Regions from separate parts of the Arachis hypogaea genome. Here region 2 is linked to region 1. Evidence: chromatin contacts called from public Hi-C data. All regions are on one chromosome and are shown on one strand. The core of a region is the stretch at or near the end of the contact, and the rest is flanking DNA. Distances in the headings are between cores, read along the strand shown.

What was found. Hi-C and Micro-C count contacts between places; a contact is called where the count stands out from the background.
Region 2: a Hi-C map of leaf shows a contact between it and region 1, with 2.4 times the contacts expected there. The contact joins the promoter of LOC112715663 here to the promoter of LOC112715660 in region 1. A contact is called at or near these places in 2 of 8 Hi-C or Micro-C datasets (leaf and an unstated tissue).

Annotation. Positions count from the first base shown.
Region 1 is chr10:71,181,427-71,188,468 of arahy.Tifrunner.gnm2.J5K5, reverse strand. It overlaps LOC112715660, which reads left to right and starts at 3,163. Exons shown (of 16, transcript XM_072204890.1): 1 at 3,163-3,568; 2 at 3,678-3,785; 3 at 3,987-4,151; 4 at 4,281-4,580; 5 at 4,711-4,805; 6 at 5,364-5,445; 7 at 5,560-5,772; 8 at 5,926-5,985. The coding sequence starts at 3,428.
Region 2 is chr10:71,701,442-71,708,483 of arahy.Tifrunner.gnm2.J5K5, reverse strand. LOC112715663 (ubiquitin-ribosomal protein eL40 fusion protein) reads right to left here and starts at 3,628. Exons shown (of 5, transcript XM_025767452.3): 1 at 3,278-3,628; 2 at 3,092-3,178; 3 at 2,672-2,774; 4 at 1,883-1,949; 5 at 1,470-1,798. The coding sequence starts at 3,380. The coding sequence ends at 1,772. LOC112715662 (pyridoxal reductase, chloroplastic) reads left to right here. Exons shown (of 11, transcript XR_011866647.1): 8 at 1-66; 9 at 200-258; 10 at 795-976; 11 at 1,093-1,359.

The sequences.
Region 1 (7,042 bases), core at 1,914-4,413:
TCTGATTGAAAACATGCTTCTTTGACCTTAAGTTCCCTATGTTTAATCCTCTCTTATCACCATTAGATACCTTGATATGTGTGTTAAGTGATTTCAGAGATTATAGGGCAGGAATGGCTTGGAGGATGGAAAGGAAGCATGCAAAAGTGGAAGGAATACAAGAAGTTGGAGAAACTGCAAAGCTGTCAGCCTGACCCTCTCGCACTAAAACGACCATAACTTGAGCTACAGAGGTCCAAATGACACAATTCCAGTTGCGTTGAAAAGCTAACATCCGGGGCTTCGATTTGATATATAATATGCCATAGTGGCCCTGACGCGAGGCGATGCGACCGCGTGCTTCATGCGGCCGCGTCGCAGTGACGAAAAACCAGCGTGGCAGATTTCTTCTCCAGCGATTTCTGGGCTATTTTCGACCCAGTTTTCGGCCCAGAAAACTCAGATTAGAGGCTATAAAGTAGAGAGATTGCATCCATTCAGATCATGCACTCATAATTTACTTTTTACAATTTTAGATGCAGTTTTTAGAGAGAGAGGTTCTCTCCTCTCTCTTAGGATTAGGATTAGGATTAGAAATTAGGATTTTTAGAAACTAGGATTTAGGACTTCTCTTGGTTTTTAAGAGTGACTCTCGATTCAGGTTCAATGTTCCTTTTTATTTATTTTTCCAATTAAATTTATGAACTCTTTCATGTTACAGATTACTCTTTTAAATTAATGCTATTTGAGATATTTCAGATCTATGATTGCTTTCTTTAATTTATGTTGTCGGTACTTATCCAAATTATTTTCATTCGAGTAGATAGTTTTCCTTTTGGCTTTGGTTAAATAACTGGCGACTCTTGAGTTATCAAACTCATTGTTAATTGGAAATTGGAATTCATCCACTTAACTTACCTTCATTGTTAGAGGTTAACAAAGTGGGAGAAAAATCCAATTCTCATTACAATTGATAAGGATAACCAGGATAGGACCTCCAGTTCCCATATCTTGCCAAGAGTTTATTTTACAGTTATTATTATTTTATTTTACTTGTCATATAACATATTCCCACCTTTACTTCCAAAACCCCAATTTTACCTTTTTCATAGCCAATAATAAGAACATACCTCCCTGCAATTCCTTGAGAAGACGACCCGAGGTTTAAATACTCGGTTAACAATTTTTAAAGGGGTTTGTTACTTGTGACAACCAAAACGTTTGTACGAAGGGATTTCTGTTGGTTTAGAGACTATATCTACAACGCGACTGTTTTTATGAAATTCTTTATTGGCAAAAATCCTAACGTCAGACGCATTGAAAGATACTTGATTTTTTGAATCCCATTTTCCTTTTATATTCTACTAGCGGCTCACCAGGCACTATCGTGTCTGTTGAGCCGCTTTTCTATTGAATTTAAGAAATTAATTTTTATATTTTTATTTTAAAATTATGAATTTAATAATAATTAAAAATAAATTATAAAAAAATAAAATATCTTAAATTATTTACCATATAAAATGTTAAAATAAACAAATTTAAATTAAAAAATAAGATTAAAAAAATATTAATTTATTATTATGTGTAACAAAATCAATATAAAATTTTACTAATATTCTTTAAAGATTAGTTATTTATAAATATTATTAAATTTGTTTATTTTCTCAATCCTATTTAATTAAAAACAAATTTAAAAATTTATATCCAAAATATTCTTTATCTCCATCCATAATTTTAATAGATAAAAAATATATTTCTTCAATCTTATCTTCAACCTTTTTAATTATCTTTAATTTTATAATTTTTTAAAATTATTAATTTTTATTTTGATTATATTATCTCATCATATTATACACTATTCTTTCTCTTATCATTATTATTATGTTGCCTTGTTTTATTCTTTTTTTTTCTTGTTCTATTCATCCCAATCACAATTAATTATCACCGTACTATTATCCCAACTCTCATTTTTGTTTATCACTTTGATCCATAACTACCATTGTATTAATTTTTCAGATCTTTGTTAAGTCATATTTTATTGCTTTCCGACAAAATTTAAGATATTAAGTATTCATATTTTTTGTTAATCAAATTATAAAACTTGTCAACAATTATAAAAAAAATATCAAATATATTATATCTTCTTAGAAGAGTAATATTATATGGACACTACTATTTTAGCTACTATTAACATATACAATTGAATATAAAAACATTACATTGTTAAATATCTCTCCTACTCTTAACACTTATTTGTAATAATTCTTAATCTTTCTCTAGATCTAATATGTCAACAACTTCTATGTCTCTAACTAATAAAATTTTTAAGATTTTAGTTTCATTTAATTTAAAAAAAATTGTAATTTTTATATTGTTATTTTTTTCTAATATTTTTAGGAAATTAATTTTTATGTTTTTTAAATTATAAATTTGAAATAAAAAATAAAAAATTTAATAAATAATAAATTATTAATAAATAAAAATAAAAATAAAAATAAAAATTTTATAAGTTATTTAATTTTTTCTAATGTATAGAATAATAAAATTTAAATTAATTTAAGTATAATACTAAAATTATTAGGTTGTTATTATATGTAACAATCAAGATAAAAGTTGTGATAATAATATTTGGTGATAATTAATAACTATCAGTAAAGAGAAAATAGAAGAAAAAAAACAAAAAAAAAACAATGTAATATCACAATGACATTAAGACAATAATAAAAATATAAATTAATAATTTTAAAAAATAATAAAATTAAAAATAATTTTAAAAATTGAATAATAAAATTAAAAGATATCTTTATCAATTAAAATACTTTAAATATAATTTTTTATTTCTAATTCAAATTAAATACTCATAAAAATAAATAAATAAACCTAATAATATTTATAAATAGTTAATTTATAAAAAATATTTCTAAATTTTTATTTTAATTTTTTTTACACATAATAACAACGTAATAAAAAATTTTAAATGTCTTATTTAATTTAAATGTATAAATTTTATGCATTTTAAAAGTTAAATAATTTAAAATAATATTTTTTTAATTTTTTATTTTTAATATTTAAATTATTTTATTAAATACATAATTTTAAAATAAAAATATAAAAATTAATTTTTTAAAAATAATGAAAAAGCGGCCGAACACTATAATACTATATTTTGTTACAACCGAACATAATTTAATATTGCTTCTATTATTGATTACAACCGATTTTGTTAACCGTTTTTTTGGTTTGACAAACCGGTTTGAATTTTCAGAATCATAGTTTAGATAAATGGAGAACCGAAAAAATTGAATTTTGATTCAGATGCATGGAAAGATACTTGTTTTTTTGAATCCCATTTTCCCTTTATATTCTACACTGAAATTAACTTCAAATGCCAAAACCCTAATTCACCAAGGGCCCGAAATTCACCATAATTTGCACGAATTCTCCGCCGATGAAGAATGCGGTACGGATGCCCAATCCCAACGATATTGGTTCACCGAACCGCCATGAAGCAGGGGAAAAAGAAGGTTTCAGTGGCATCAAACGGAGAAAGTGTAACAAAACAGTCACTGCCTGCAGGAGAGTTTCCAAAGTATCGGTTATTATTACTTTTTATATTTGTTACCGCATTCAGTTCTAGACTTGAGAATTTTAAAATATGGAGTTCCAGTTTTCCTAATGTATGCTAATTACTTAAGCAGAGTAGCACGACAAAGAAAAATGTATTGGTTAATCGAATTAAGGAGACAGCTTCATCAGACTCAGTTCAGAAGATTGATTTGCGGTTGGAGGCGAAATTGTCAGCGGAGGTTAGTGTCTCGTTGGCAGCTTGCCCTATATTTTTTTTTTTGTACGTATATCTTTTTTCAATGCGTGTGGATTAACAATGTGGTCTATATGAGTGTTTTAAGAGTTAAGACATTGAACATAAAACTTCTGTGCTGACATGATTCAGCTACTTTTGTTCCTTTGCAACCCATTTGTGATCAACATATATCTCTTTGATTCAGGAGTATTCGAGGATGTTTGCCGGGCAGCAAATACACCCATTTTTTTCTTTATGGAAATTAGGGAAGAAATCTCAGGAGCTGGATAAGAGAAAACATTGTTTATGCACAGACAGGAGAGAGGATGGAAGAATTTCGGGTCCTGTTCATATTTTTGAAAATTGTCAGGTAGTGGTATTTGTGTTGGTAATTTGATACTCCTTATTTATGATCATTGGTAGCTTAATACTTACTTTGTTAGCTTTAATTTCTGCAACTTCTTCTAATTTGAGTTAGACATAAATTTTACCAATGCAGGATGGTACCTCATCCCTTGACTGGAATAACTGGACATTTTTGGGGAAGACTACCATTGCAAAATACAGTTCAGAAGCTCCGAATTTGCCTGTTTTGATGAGTTCTGTTGAACCCTTAAATTTTGATAACCTTCATCGTGCTGTGGACCAATTCCATGCTTTAATTTCTCAGAATGCTATGCCTTGCTCAGATGGTCAGCTTTCTCTTCTGCCAGACATTCTGCAAGAAATATCGCTAGCAAACTCTGCTGTGCCTGATGATCAACCAATATGCCCTTCAAAGTCAGATGATGCCAAGATGGTATATAATTTGTTCTAGAGTCTAACTAATGTGTCCTTTCCCTGGTAACCTGGTCCCTTTGTGCATTGTAGAAGCTTGTTTAGAAGGGGGATTTCATTCACTTATAACTATGGCTGAAAATTATTGTCAGGATTTGGAGCTTGATGGAGTCAGTACTTTTTCAGGGCAAGCAGGTTGTTTTAGATCATCAGACACTCAGCCCCCGAATAGATTTCTCCAAGAAAGGTTGACATGCGCATGGCGCACACCCCTAATTGTGTAAACTTGTTTTATTATTATTTTTCTTTTCCCTTTGCATTCTAGACTCTGCTCATAAGTCATGACCTTGTGCCAAATTTTTTGTTATTATAACTGATTGGTTTGTGTGCCTGTGTATTGTTTCTGGGTGAAAGTAATGGGAACATTTGATTAACATCTTGATTGACATGGTTTAGTAGTCTAAGCAAAATTTAATTGTTACTGTCTATGTTCCACTTTCTCTATCTATCTGTTTTAGCATGGTTTGGTGTACCAGGTTTCTGTTAGTAGTTCAGCGAATAATTTTTTATTCAGTTGTAAGAAAATGGCTTGGTTAATCCATGTGATCGACCTTACCCAGTGGGATAAGAATTGGTGGTTGTTGTAGGAAAATGGCAGTTTTTAAGTTGGATTTATTTTGCTTCTTAGACTAACGAGATTCATAGCAACTTGGAAATTATGAGTTTTGATTTTTGCTTTTGCCTCATATTCTTTTGCCTCGGCTAGAACATTTGTTTGCTAAAACCCTTTTATCCTACATTGTAGTATGAAGTCTTACTACCATAAATGTCAAGGTAAGTCCGGAAGCTTATGGATTCACAAGTACAAGCCAACAAAGGCCTTTGAGGTCAGAGATTTTTGGTACTTGCCCTTTTTTCCCTCTCCTAAAAGAATTTAATTGGACTTTCACGTTATAACTCTTATTGTTCTTCGTGCTTTTCTTGTGCAATCTCTTGTCTAGGTGTGCGGTAATTATGAATCTGTAAATTTCTTGCATGAGTGGTTAAAACTTTGGAAGGAAAGACGAAAGCAAAGCAGAATGCATTCCGCTAATGGGGATCAAAGTGACTTGCAAGACTATGATTATAATGGTTCTGATTGTGACTCTGATTTGGAAAATGTACACCAGGACAAATTCTTGCGGAATCTTCTTCTAATTACAGGACCTGTTGGGGTGCGTGAAAATACATTTGGATGCTAGATATCCAGAGCTATGTTTTCTCTTCTACTATTCTCTCACTATAAATGTGCAGGTTACGAATTTCCAGGTTTTCCTCTGCAAGGATCATTTGATTGTTGTGCTTTTCTCTATTTTCTGTTATTGCAGAGCGGCAAGTCTGCTGCTGTCTATGCTTGTGCCCAAGAGCAAGGATTTGACGTTTTAGAGGTATCACTCTTCAATACAAGTATATTTGGCCTTTATGTTTTTCAACAGATGAACTTTTATATTGATGATATTTGTTGATCAGATGCTTCCTGTGAACATCCACCTTGATTTTTGAAAGGCATCACAAAATCAAGTATTAGCAACTAGTTAGCTAGATAATAACTAGATTGTGATTTGTTAGGATTGAAACATGTGACTCAATATTCAGTCACGTGATTAGTATTGAATAGAAGGAGATGTAGGTCAAGGCATTGATTTCATTGATCACAGGAAATAGTTTAAGTCATTATATTGTTGGTTTTCGAAAATGAAAATATATTTATATATTTCTATACTGCTGAATGGTCTCTATCCTAATGCAAATATTCAAGTCTAGAACCCATGTTTTCTGCCACATGTTTTTTTTTCTCTCTCTCTCTCTCTCTCTCTCTCTCCTGTTTTTCCATAAATTCAACATGTTATCAAAGCAACACCATCCTACATGATCTATCTGTAATTTTTCAGCTATTAGAGTTTTCTACTTGATGTGTAATTTTTCTGCTCATTTGTAATTGCTGAATTTTGTGGGGTAGAATAAGAAAGGAGGAGAAAGAGTGAAGGAGAGAAACTCTGATGATACATTAGGTATAGAGATTGAAATCAGAGGAAATGTTCTGGAGCTTTTGCAAGGAAAGGGCTTGGAAGGTGAGGTGCAAGCTGATGACAAACTCATTGGCATGTTCAGGAGCTTTTGTAAGGGAAGGACTTTTGTCCGGGGTTTAAAATTAAAAGTGGAAAGCTGTATTACAAAGGAAGATTGGTGATTGCAAGAAACTCCAAAAGGATTCCCCAAATTTTGAAAGAATTTTATCATACAAAAGTGGGGGGACATTCTAGATACTTTTGGACCTACAAGAAAATTTCCAGGGTGCTGTATTGGGAAGGAATGAAAAAATAAATACATCAAAGAATGCTAGGTTTGCCAAAGAAATATGCGCTAGACTTTTTGCCCGCTGGCCTTTTGCAACCACTACCTATCCCGACAAATGTATGGTCTGATGTGTCTATGGACTTCATA
Region 2 (7,042 bases), core at 2,379-4,878, 520 kb before region 1:
TCAGACCATTTATTGCAATAATCAAAGTGCTTGTCTATTTGCAGCTAATCTTATTCTACATACAAGGTGCAAACGAGATTGATCTTTATTGCTTTAGGGACATGGTCAACAATAAAGAACTCTATGTTGGCCACATTCCTTCATCTGATTAAATAGGAGACATTTTTACTAAACCTCTTTCTGCACCTCTCTTTCACAGGTTTAGAGACAAACTTAGAGTAGTTACCACAACTACAACTATGTTTGAGGGATCTACAAGTGAGTAAGTTAGTTATAGAGTTTGTTATAACTAGAGTTGACTTAGTCTAAATCTGTTTTGCTAGCTGTAATTGGACTGCATTAGGCTCAATTGCAGTGAGCATTACTCTCTGTATATATAGGATATTAATGTATCATGTGATTAGTGAATGCAATCATAATATTCATTCACTTTCTTGCAATGCACATTTTCTCCAATTCTCTTTCTCTGTTTCATTCTTCTGTTGTGCTTGAAGCTCTTTGAGTTGAAATAATGTCATTGAATATAGTTCATCTCTGGTTTGTTGCCAGGATCAACAACCATACCAAACAGCGTTTATTGTTGTGTTATAAATGCCGTGTTCCCCCACGCAACTTCATTTAAAAGCTTTCTAAATGCCCTCTAGGGTCTCTAGAAAACCACAGAGCAAGTGTCCTTGTCTTCTTACTTATGGTGTGTATGACAAGGCAAATGACAATGCTGACCAAGTTTGCTTGTGCCACATCACATGTTTTAGTTATCTAATGCTGCTGCGGTTTTACTTTTACCATGTTAGGTCGCCATAAACTGGTGCATATGTAAAGACACAATTCCAATTCCGGGAGTGAAGACAATAAAGCAAGTAAAAGAGAACTTGGGTGCTCTTGGTTGGCGCTTATCTTCGGAAGAGGTGCTTCAGTTGGAGTATGCAGCGCAGGAATCACCTCGCAAGATGATCCAGAACATTTTCCAAACCAGGTATACTTATCAATATTAATGATCATAAGATTAGATATTAAAAACGCAGATAAAATAAATCTAAGTTGCATGCAAATATCAAATGGTCTTGACGTTTGGCTTGGCTTTCATAACAGATAATATCTGCGGCGGATGCCTCTATACTAGGCATATTTCAAGCTACGTAATTCATCATTGTTTATTATCCATATAATGAAGTGAAGGATTCGGCAAAGATAAGATACACCGGATTATGGAACCATTGGATTGGAGCTAGTTAACTCATCAGAAAAGACACAGATGACCACTTTGAATGCAATGGCAACAATATTCAATATACTTCACCATTTGCACGCGTAGTGTGATGAATTAATACCATAACGCCTCAACATAATTTTGAACAAGTCATCTTTCGCGCCACTAAAACATTTGTTACCTCAGATAATTACGGATTTAGTGCCACAAATTTTTCATTCCAGCATAAGATAAAAAAGATTACGCATGCGATCCAACGTAATAATAGAGCCAGAATAGTGTTATGATTATCCGAGTAAATTAGTAGCTCATAGCTTGTAACGGGCAAGAAGCTACCATAACACAAGTAAATTGTAAAATATGAGAATCCGATAATGTGGGCTGTGGACATGTTTTATTATCATAAAGCATGTCTCATCACATGGAACTGAAGCACGAATGATGGTAACACACTCAACCCGAATAACAAAATCTTTAAAAAATAGGTAACTGCCAGTACACTTTTCAGCACATTCCCTATAATACTAAAACGCTAATGAAATTGGTTGCAATCAGAACAGTTTACTTGATCTTCTTCTTTGGCCTCAGCTACAATAGAAATACAAAATCAATGACTAAATAATAGATAAAAAATACCATGCAAATTAGATTTTCCGATTTTGTAAGCAGTACCTGGTTGCTGTGCCCGCACTTCTTTTTCCTGCAATTGACAGCACGAGGGTGCAAACGTGCATAACACCTGCAAAGCACAATATAACCATTTAGGCAAAGTAGATCAAATGTAGAAATAGTCCCAAATTTTAATGTTACAAACCAACACAGGTTATTCTAGTCATCAATAATAAACAAACCAATTCAAGTTAATCTAGTCATTAATAGAGGGTTAGCAATTATGCTATTAACCAGTTACTAAATGCAGGTTGATCAACAAATCAGTTAAACTCATAATTTCTGAAAAGAATCCATTGATAACGTAATAATTCCATCAGTACAAATTATAAAAGCTATAATACCAGTAAGTTTATAGAGTAAATGGTCATCCAAATTTGTCACCGAAATTTTTCTAAATCAAATTCTTCCTTCAAAGATTTTAAATTGGATATTTATCATCTGAAAGAAGGCACTAACTTCAGGCAGTTTCATCAACCACCACATAGTAAGCACTAGTAGCTATCAAGAAAAATTGAACTAATCAAATTTTGTGAAGCAACAGAGTTACAACTTACAAGGCCAATCCAATTTATTGTTTTTGGCTAGCAATAAGCCAACAATAGATAAAAGTGTTTCCTAAAAGAAATGGTGTTGGGCTGTTGGCCTAAAGATGTCGGCCTACTGGTTAAAAGTGTTTGCTAATATAAATTAAAATTGCCGACCATTAAACTTTTCTTTTTTGTGAAGTACTACTTCCATAATGAACAATCTAAAACTTTTAACAAACAAGATTGTAGTGTTTGAACTTACTTGCGGCAGATCATCTTATCCTGATTGTATTTCCTGGCCAATGCCATCAAAGATGGCTCAATAATTCCACCACGAAGCCTCAAAACAAGATGCAATGTCGACTCTGCAAGACAATGATAACTGATCCAATAAGACTCGAAATCTAAACCATCATTATTCTAGGCACTTCACCAGATTCAACATCCTCATTGGACAGGAATAAAGTAAACCATCTTTCCTAATACACATTTCCTAAAACACATTTCATACTGAATTAATTATTTCCATCATCCATTTTCCAACTTCGCAAGTTCTCACAATCTCACAATTCATACATTATTCGTCCGAAATATAGTTTCAACAAATCAATTAAAAGTAGACATGAATTTCCTTTCTGTTTTTAAATTCCGAGAATTACGATGTCGAAATGGCCGGACTAACCCTTTTGGATGTTGTAATCGGCGAGTGTACGGCCATCCTCAAGCTGCTTTCCGGCGAAGATCAACCTCTGCTGGTCCGGCGGAATCCCTAACACAGCCAGGAGTAAAAATCAGAATCAATGTTTTGTGGTTATCTTTTGTGTTGCAAACAAGATAATCAATATGAAAAAGGCGGAAAATACTAAACCTTCCTTGTCCTGAATCTTGGCCTTGACGTTATCGATGGTGTCACTAGATTCCACCTCCAGGGTGATGGTCTTCCCCGTTAGGGTTTTCACGAAGATCTGCATCTTTCTTTGTTTTCTACTTCTCTCTTTCTCCCCCCTCACAAAACCTCGGTTAGTTTTGGGGTTTCTGCGTACTTTACGATATATAGGGGTCGGATTTTTACGATTAGGGTTTCTAAGATAACGCTTTGACTGGAAACCCGTTTTTCTTATTCCGACACCAATTCTTTGCTTTTATTATTATTAACTCAAAAGGTTCAGATGCTCATAAAAAAAAAATCTCAAAGAATAATCCATAAAATTTTTTGAATAATTTTAATATTTGACAAGTTTATTCATCATTTTATTTAAATTTATTGTTCTGGCCCAGTTCAGCTAGCCCTCTATTTGGAATCGATTGACCGACAGCTTCACACGACCTGAACGAGGAGGCAACCCAAATGTTACCTCCTCGTCATTAAGGCACTTGAAAATTGGGAAGAATACTTTCCAGAAAGTGGATCTACTCATATGGGACTCACCCTAGTATAGACTATATAAGGGGAGGGTCCTACCCCTCCCCAAAGGTACGACATATATCCTTTACCCTATCTGCCGCCTTGTATGAACGCTGACTTGAGCGTCGGAGTCCTTTTGCAGGTGGCCCCCCATTCCACATCACAAACATGGGAGGAACTCAAGCCTCGACCTCCTCCTCTACACGCTGGCCCGAGAGATCTAGACGCGTGAAGGTTATCCGAATCCAGCTTCCCCATCATCTCTAAGCATTTGGCACACCCGACCTGTTCAGGAGCCGAGAAACAGAACATTAACGTCGTCTGTGGGGACCGCTGGCATCAATAGACTTCTTGTTGGGGCCGGTCGAAGGACAAGGAGGCGAGGCGCGCAAGGAAGAGGGCACTTACCGTACGAGCTGGGCGGCCTCCCTAGCATCCTCTCGCGAGCGCACGAGATTCCCCTCTCGCAGGAACGAACCCCCTCCCCCTCTCGTGAAAGGCGTCCTTTCGGGGGGACGGGGGCGATAACACGAGAATTATGCAGGAACTGCGCCATTGGGTGCAAAATCTCGAGATGGAGCTCGCAGCTAGGGACCGTTTTTGACCTAGCCCGAATCCCCTCTCACACCCGATCTCCTCCGCAAACGGTGGAACCCCGGAGGAGAAGTCCCTAGAGGAACGAACATGCCAGGCATAGAACAGTTGCTCGGTCTCCCCCGACCCACGCTGAGTCAGACAGCCAAGGCGAAAGCAGAAAAATATCGAGAAGACGACAAGACCCCATAATCTACACTCAGCCCTTTGCGACTCATGCTGAGGCAGAAGACCGAGAAGAGAGCAAAGAGAAGCTGAGAAGGCGACGAAACCCAATAATTATGGGAGCAACCCCTTTTCACCACTTCATTCTCGAGGTCTGGCTGCCGAAGCACTTATGCCAACGGACATGTGATATGACGGAACCCAAGACCCTTGGGAACACTTAATGGCCTTTGAGGCTAGGATGAATCTCGAGGGTGTGGGCGACGAGGTGAGGTGTCGCGCTTTCCCCATAACCTTGGCAGGACCATCAATTCGATGGTTCAATGCGCTACCCAAAGGGTCCATGAGGACCTTCTCGGACATAACGTGCAGCTTTATGTCGCAATTCACCACACGTATCGCTAAAGCCAAGCACCCAATCAACCTCCTAGGTGTGACCCAAAGAAACGGGGAGTCTACCAGGAAGTACCTTGACAGGTCAACAACGAGTGCCTGAAAATTTATGGTCTGACCGACTCGGTGGCCAGCCTATGTCTGACGAACGGGTTGTCGAACGAAGACTTCAGAAAACACCTCACCACCAAGCCTGTGTGGACCTTGCAGGATGATCCAGGGCGTTGCGAAAGAATACATCAATGATGAGGAAGTGAGCCAGGTTGTGGCAGCCAATAAACGGCAACCGGCCCAAGTTCCTCTTCGTCAACCCAGGCACGGCGAGAGGCCGAAGGAACCCTCCAAGGACAGAGGACCAGCTAAGCCTTTCAAGCCATTCCCTCGGATTGGAAAGTTCACGAACTATACCCCTATAACAACCCCGATTGTCGAGGTCTACCAGCAAATCGCCGACAAGGGCATCTTGTCGAAGCCTCAACAACTCAGGGACAGAACGGGCGGGAAGAAGAGTTTGTGCTGTGACTACCATAAAGGCTTCAGCCACAAGACCCAGAACTGCTTCGATTTAAAGGACGCTTTGGAACAAGCCATTCGTGAAGGCAAACTGGTAGAGTTCTCACAATTCATATAGGAACCCAGGAGGAGAGAGCGCGAATGATCTGTAGGGAACAAGGGCCGAGCCGTGAGGCCAAGACAAGAGCCCAACAAGGACAATGACCGTGGCCTTACTGTCGTTAACATTGTGGTTGGATGGGACGCATCCCCCAGGTCGAAGTCCGCAGCGAAGAAGGACGCTAAGATCTTGGCCGTGTCGTCAAGTAGCCATGGGACCTCGTCCTGGGAAGCTCCAAGGATATCGTTTGGGCCAGAGGACCAGTGGTTCCATGACATCCTGGAGAATCCCCCCATGGTGATCACAGCAAGAGTCGGAACAGGACTGGTCAAATGAATCCTCGTTGACACCAGCGCCGACTCCAACATTATGTTCAGGAATGTCTTTGACGCCCTGGGGCTCCGAGAAAATGACCTAAAAACACATCAGCACGGAGTGGTCGGCCCAGGGGACAACTTCATAAAACCCAATGGGGTAGTCTCCCTCCCGGTTTATATAGGAGGAGGACAAGGAAGGAGGTCGGTAATGGCAGAGTTTGTCATACTAAGGGACTCAACAGCCTACAATATCATTCTGGGGAGGAAAACAATCAATGAATTCTCTGTTGTGGTATGCACTAAGCTTTTGGTAATAAAATTTGTTGCTAATGATGGATCGGTAGGATCCTTTAGGGGGACTTAGAAACGGCGATTGTGTGAAACAACGCCAGCCTCTCTCTAAGGAAGAAATCGAAAGAAGCAGCTGGGGTTTTCCTAGCCGATTTGGATGCTAGGATTGACGACAAACCAAGGATCGAACCCGAGGGAGATCTGGAGAAGTTCATGGTAGGAGACGTTGAGGAGAAATTTACACTCGTAAATAGGAACCTCCCCCATAACCTGAAGGAGCCCCTCATGAACACTATAAGGGTAAACAATGACTTGTTTGCTTGGACGCCAGCCGACATGCCTGGAGTAGATCCCGACATCATGTCACATTGGCTTGCCATAACACCGGACGCCAAGCCTGTTTCCCAGAGGTGGAGAAAAATGTCCCAAGAGAGAGCTAACGAGGTGGCCAAACAAACGGCCAGCCTGTTAGAAGCTGGGTTCATCAGAGAACTCGAATACTCAACGTAGCTGTCGAACGTAGGCCTCATCAGAAAGGCAAATGGGAAACGGAGGATGTGCATAGATTATTCAGACCTCAACAAAGCATGTCCCAAGGACTCTTTCCCTCTTCCCAACATTGACGCCTTAGTAGACGCGACAACGGGGTATCGTTTTTTAAGCTTCATGGATGCGTACTCAGGGTTCAACAGATATTGATGCACCGGCCTGACGAGGAAAAAATAGCGTTTATTAACGCCGGGAGGCACCTATTGCTACAAGGTAATGCCATTTGGACTGAAGAACGTAGGAGCAATTTACTAGAGACTGATGAGCAAGGTCTTCAGTGATCTAATCGGAAAATCAGTGGAGGTG